Linked DNA regions of Callithrix jacchus: region 1 is linked to region 2. A link is a contact called in public Hi-C data. All regions are on one chromosome and are shown on one strand. Each heading gives the region's core, a stretch centred on a gene start, on an enhancer-like site or on the middle of the called end of the contact. The rest is flanking DNA. Distances are from core to core; before and after follow the strand shown. Region 1 overlaps IFT27 (intraflagellar transport 27). Region 2 has its middle 5.3 kb from the start of EIF3D.

Region 1 (2,968 bases), core at 387-2,886, 210 kb after region 2:
CGGAACGCCCCACCAGAGAAAACCAAGCACAACTCTGGGATGTGTGCTTAACTTCCCAAGGGTGTCCTCACCACATCCAGCTGGGGGTGCGGTGCCAGCCTCCTCTTCCTGGCAGCATCCTGTCTTGGGGGGATCCTCTTGGGCCTCCTTCCCTTGGTGGGGGAAGGGGGTGCTGGGAGGGGCACCCACTCACCAACACCGTGGCCACCCTCACTCCCTCTCTCTTGACCATTCCAGTCTTACACAGAAAGGGAGGAGCAGGGAGCCAGGGGAATGGGGATTCACAGCAGCAGGACTGATTCTTCCGCCTCTACTGGGCCATGGGGGAAGGGGCCCTGTCCTAAGCTTCCCTGATCTCTTTAGGAGGTGAAGGGGCCCTGTCCTAAGCTTCCCTGATCTCTAACCAACTCTGGACAGCCGGAAATGTCCCCGCTGCAGCCCTTTGGTTATGGTGAGCCTTCCCTTCTGGAAGATGCGACACGAAACCAGCAGCCTGGCGTTGCTAGTGCCTAGGAAAACGCCCGGCACAGGGCAAGCCTCGGTAACTACTTGTTGAAGGTGTGACGTGGTCACTACAGTGGCTTCATGTTGAATAAGAAGAGAAGGGATGCGGGACAGCCTGATCCTGGCTGACACCATGTGCCCGGGTGCCCTACACACCCCTTACTTCACTTCTCACAGTGACCTGAGAGGCAGCCTAACCCCCACCCGCTCATGGCCAAGCTCAGGAGGAGGCAGAAGAGGCCGGTGGCTGGGGGCTAAGCTCTGGTGTCCATGATCCTGGCTCGGCCATCCCTTGGCTACATGTCTTAGTTCTCTGACTCCAGTTCCTCACTTGTAAAAGGGGGATGGTAAGATTGCACTGTAACTAAATTAGCGAATATATGTAACATGTGCTTAGTTCATGTAGAGACATGGCAGGTTGTAAACAGGAACCAGGGCAATTTCCATTATCGCCATTATCACTGGGACAGGCCCAGGTTGGTTCACCCCGAGGCCAGTGCTCTCTACACAACGTCCCTCCCTCCTCTGGAGGGGGAGTGATGGAGTCCTCTGGGGCACAGAGGCTGAAGGAAGCCGAGACCCCCCGGGGAGGGTGACAGGGAAGGCCTGGGACACCAGACCTTGGCTGGCAGCCTGATGTAAAAGGCGATGAGGCACCTTGTGGGTCTTCAATCAGGGGAGTGAGGCGATGAAAGTGGTGTTTTAGAAGATTAATTTGGCAGCAGAAACAGGATGGAAAAGAGTCGAGCTCAGTGCAAATGACGCCGCCGGCTGCCCAGCTCCCCCAGCAAAGCAGGAGCCCCAGGCCCCTGCGCTCAGGCTTCCCGGCAGCTGGACAGGCCAGGCCTCCATTAAGAGACAGGCACCAAGGGAGGCCGGCAGAGGGCACTGTTCTCCCGGTGACAGGAGCCACCTCCAGGGAGGTCTGGCATCTGGCTAGCCAGGAGCTGGCGGCAAAACAGATTCAGAACGAGGAGGGCGCCGGCAGCCCTGTCTCAGTCTCAGGACAGCTGTGGGAAACCATACACAAATGCTGGGCCAGGCCCTTTCAAAACCCCCTGCGGGCTCTGCTTTTGCAGCAGAGGCCCTTTAGGGAGCTAGTGTGACCTGCTGCGCAGAGTGGGCAGGAAGGACCACGCCCTCGGGCAAGGTGATGGCCCGAAGCACCAGCCTCACAGAAGGGAGGCCCAGGGTTCTGAGTGGGGCTCCCGGCTGCTCTGGAACTTGCAACAACGCTGCGGCCAAAGTGCACAAGCTAGGGCCACCCTGGCCAAGGGAGGAAGGAGCTGCTGCTTCTACGTTTTCTCTAATTTTATTTAAAGGCGTCATTATATATTAAAAGTGCAGAAGTAATTCTATCTTCTCTGGTTGCACGGCACGATCCGCTCTAGCCTTTACACCAGTGCCTGGAAAACCTTCAACTTCTCCCGGTACAGCTGGTGGAACTGCTCGGCCAAGCAGTGGAAAGGGGCTTTAAAGTCTTCCAACTCCTTCTGGAAAGACAGTGTGGAAAGTTGGCAGTGTTACTTACGGAAGGGTCAGTGGGCCAGCACTCACTCAGTGCTTCCCTCATTCAGGGGCTACCCACTTTCCGCTCATTTCATCTTCACACTCACGATGCCAATTTTACAAGGAAACCCATGGATTCAGGAGGCTCAGAGATGAAGGTGCCTTGCAGGAAACCACACCCCTTGTGAATGGCGGAGCTGGGGCCTGAACCCACATCTGTGTCCACAGAGCCTGCGCTTTTAGTTGCAATCACTGTACGTGTGATGAGATGTCAAAATGAGACCTTTCTCGCTTAGTTTTCACTGAGGCTCCAAAGGCCAAAGCAAACCACCAGATGAGCAGGAGCCCCTCGTCCCGAAGAGCTAGACAGCAGGGGGCGCCCTCTTCCTAGGCTGGTGCTGGACCCGGGCTTGGGCGCAATCCAGGTGAGGCTGTGGCTGGCTGAGCCAAGAGATGGCTGCCAGTGGGATGGCCTCATTGCCTCCCCCATCACACTAAACGGCCACAGCGGTACTTCCCGGGACCAGCAGGTCCAAGTAGGGCCAGCTGGAGCTTTCTTAAGGGGCTCAGCTGGGACGACCTCCGGGAAGGTGATGGGTTCCAATAAGAACAAACAGCCAGGAACTGAGGCTGCAGGAGGGGTGGAGGGAAACCACCTGTGAGAAGCAGCCTGCAGGGACACAGTGCCACTGATGGGGGAAGGGGCATCTCAGAGGTGCCCACGAGACATGAGCCGAACCCACCCGGCAGGTATGGAGTGGGCCACGACAGACCCCGAGAAACACACCACGCTGCTCGCAGCCTGTGAGAGGAGGTGCGGCTTTAAATCAAGTTCAGAATTCTGACAGTCATCCAGGGCAGGGCACCTTAATAACTGAAATAATGAATATTTTTGTGACTAAAGGAGCCCCAGAGAATTTCTGTTATCTGAGAGAGAAAAGAGAAGTTGAGGAAC
Region 2 (2,909 bases), core at 14-2,513:
CTCTCTCCATGCACAATTCCCAAACCGCCAAAGCTCTGAAAATCTAAAGCTTTTTCATGAGATTGGGGCAAGCATTTGATGGCAAATCTGATACGAATTGGATGTGAGGTTATTTATAGTCTTTATTTTGTCCCACTTAGTGTGAATATTTATACATTTTGCTGCAGAAAAATGAAAGGTTTATGGAATATTGCTCCAGAGCTCACTGGCTTGTCACCTGATATGCGGTAGATCCACTCTAAAACCTTTCGGGAATCCGAAGAATTCCAAGTTATAAAGCACACTGAAGCTGGATATGGTGGCTTCATGCCTGTAATCCCAGCACTTTAGGAGCATGAGGTGGGTGGATCACCTGACGTCAGGAGTTCGAGACCAGCCTGGTCAACATGGTGAAACCCCATCTCTAATAATACAAAAATTAGCTGGGCATGGTGGCATGCCTCTATAATTCCAGCTACTCGGGAGCCTGAGGTATGAGAATTGCTTGAACCCGGGAGGCGGAGGTTGCAGTGAGCCAAAATTGTGCCACTGTACTCCAGCCTTGGTGACAGAGTGAAACCGTGTTCCAAAGTAAATAAATAAATAAATAAAAATAGAAAGCACATTGAGACTTGAGGATTTCAGATGAGAAGTTGTGGACCTGTGCTATCTGTGTACCAAACTTTTCTGTCTCAGTTAAGCAGAGATCACTACCCCCATTTTGCAGTTGAGACAGATCGAGGGCAAGGAACGTGGTGTCCCAGGTAGAACGGCAGCCATTTTATCATCCTGTTGGAGGATGTGCCAATAGAAAGGGAAGCTGTTGAGTCACCAGCCCACCCCAGCCTCCCAAGAATCTTGTTGTCTCAGCAAAATTTCAGAAATAGAAAACCTGGAAAGATGAAAGCCCCAAAGAAGGCTGCAAGTTCCCCGGAAGACAGGGAGGCTTGCTGTACGTTCCGACGGTCCGCATTCAAAATTATCTTTTATTTCAGCTGCATGTACACTCACCCGTCACAGGACCAGTTCTCAGAATAGAGAGGCACCTGTTGAATCATCCACCCTACTTCCTGCCTCGTGTGGGCATGTCTCCAAGTGCTGAGCCATCCGCTTCGCTGCCGTGGCCTGAGATATATCAGGATTTGCAGCCCTGGCGACAGGAGACAAAATAGATTCCATTTCCTTCGGAACCATTTAGCTAGTTTAGAGAGTGTTTGACTGTTTCAATGGGATGAGCAATAACCAGGCCTCTCCTTGGCTCCTTCTCCCTGCTCCATATGTTTTCTTCTGTTGGAAGCTGGGACTTGGTGTCTTAGGGCCAAAGATAAACATGGATTGTGGCTTGATCTGGCCGTATAGTCGTGGGCGAGTAGGTGCCCCTCTCTGAACCTCAGGTCTCCGCTTTCGGCAGCACGGTGTTGTTCTCATCTCTCTTCATTTTTTCAAGACGGAGTCTCGCTCTGTCGCTCAGGCTGGAGTGTGGTGGTGTGATCTCAGCTCACTGCAACCTCCGTTTCTGGGTTCAAGCGATTCTCTTGCCTCAGCCTCCTGAGTAGCTGGGATTACAGGTGCCCATCACCATACTCGGCTAATTTTCATATTTTTTAGTAGAAATGGGGTTTCACCATGTTGTCCAGGCTGGTCTTGAACTCCTGACCTCAAGTGATCCACCTGCCCCACCCTCCCAAAGTGTTGGGATTACAGGCATGAGCTGCTGTGCTGGGCCAAGTAACCCAGAGTCTAATAGGGAAATTAGATATGGCTAATCCAGGGACTGCAATATCTATAAAGTCCTTAATGAAATATATTTTGAGTCTGTTTAAAAAGCAGATTTCACCTAAAAGTCCAGCCCTTTTTTTTTTTTTTTTTGAAACAGAGTCTTGCTCTGTGGTCCAGACTAGAATGCAATGGCGTGATCTCAGCTCACTGCAACCTCTGCCTCCTGGTTCAAGTAATTCTCCTGCCTCAGCCTCCCGAGTAGTTGGGATTATAGGTGCCCACAACCATGCCCAGCTAATTTTTGTATTTTTAGTAGAGACAGAGTTTCACCATGTTGGCCAGGCTGGTCTTGAACTCCTGACCTCAGGTGATCCACCTGCTGCGGCCTCCCAAAGTGCTGGGGTTACAGGCATAAGCCACTGCGCCCACTCACTGGCTTCTCTTAAGATCTGGCAACACCAGGCTGGCCTTCCTGCATGATGAGAAGAAGCTAGAGCTGAATAGGAGCTGCCCCCTTGGCCAGGGGCTCTCTACTTTGCCTCAGTCCCCACTACTCCCTATTGCCCAATATTCAGCCTTCTTCATAGTCATGCGCATTTGCCGGCTGGGCCTCTGGGATTTTGCTGATAAATTGCAATGCAACACTGTGGGTGCTGTGAGAGCACAATGAGCAATAATAACTCAGCCTTGAGCAGTCAGGAAAAGCTTCCCAAGGGAAGCGAAGTCGCAGCTGCTTCTCTATAAAACCTGCAGATGCTGCTGAACACCCTCATCTTTATGGCTCAAGGACATGAATAAAGGACGCAAAGTCAGAGCTCACGAGGAATCTCTGCCATAAAGCCGAGGCCCAGTGGCTCGTCTGGGCTCACACAGCCCGCTGATGGTGGAAGTGGGGCTAGAACTAGGATTACCAACCAGAAACATTTCTGTACTGCTTTCTCTAGAACCAGCGCTGTCAACCAAAACAGTTCTGGGTCCCTCGACCTCCCCTTGTCTCTGGATTCCTTGGGAATTAGAGGAGGATTTGTGCTCTGGAATCTTGGACTTGAGATGTGTCTCTGCCTCTTACTTGTGGTATGACCTCAGATAAGTCACTTCCTTGCCTTGGACCTCAGTTTCCTCATCTGTAAGGATTTTGATCTCAGCATTCTGAGGGCCAAAGGCTGAGAAAATGCACAGGGGGGAATCTCAGACTTCTCATCAGCGCAAGC

What was found. Hi-C and Micro-C count contacts between places; a contact is called where the count stands out from the background.
Region 1: a contact with region 2 is called in a Hi-C map of skeletal muscle, with 7 times the contacts expected there. The contact joins two enhancer-like sites. A contact is called at or near these places in 2 of 3 Hi-C or Micro-C datasets (both in skeletal muscle).

Annotation. Positions count from the first base shown.
Region 1 is chr1:207,691,110-207,694,077 of calJac240_pri, forward strand. All of the region lies in intron 7 of IFT27 (intraflagellar transport 27), which reads right to left. Among named protein-coding and RNA genes, the nearest start is that of IFT27, 20 kb to the right of the region's middle. Within about 2 kb of position 1,637, at least 2 of the 16 cell types and tissues checked have an H3K27ac peak or open chromatin away from gene starts, as enhancers often do. A contact at or near this core is called in skeletal muscle, where this site is marked.
Region 2 is chr1:207,484,873-207,487,781 of calJac240_pri, forward strand. No RefSeq gene overlaps it. Among named protein-coding and RNA genes, the nearest start is that of EIF3D, 5.3 kb to the left of the region's middle. Within about 2 kb of position 1,264, at least 1 of the 16 cell types and tissues checked has an H3K27ac peak or open chromatin away from gene starts, as enhancers often do. A contact at or near this core is called in skeletal muscle, where this site is marked.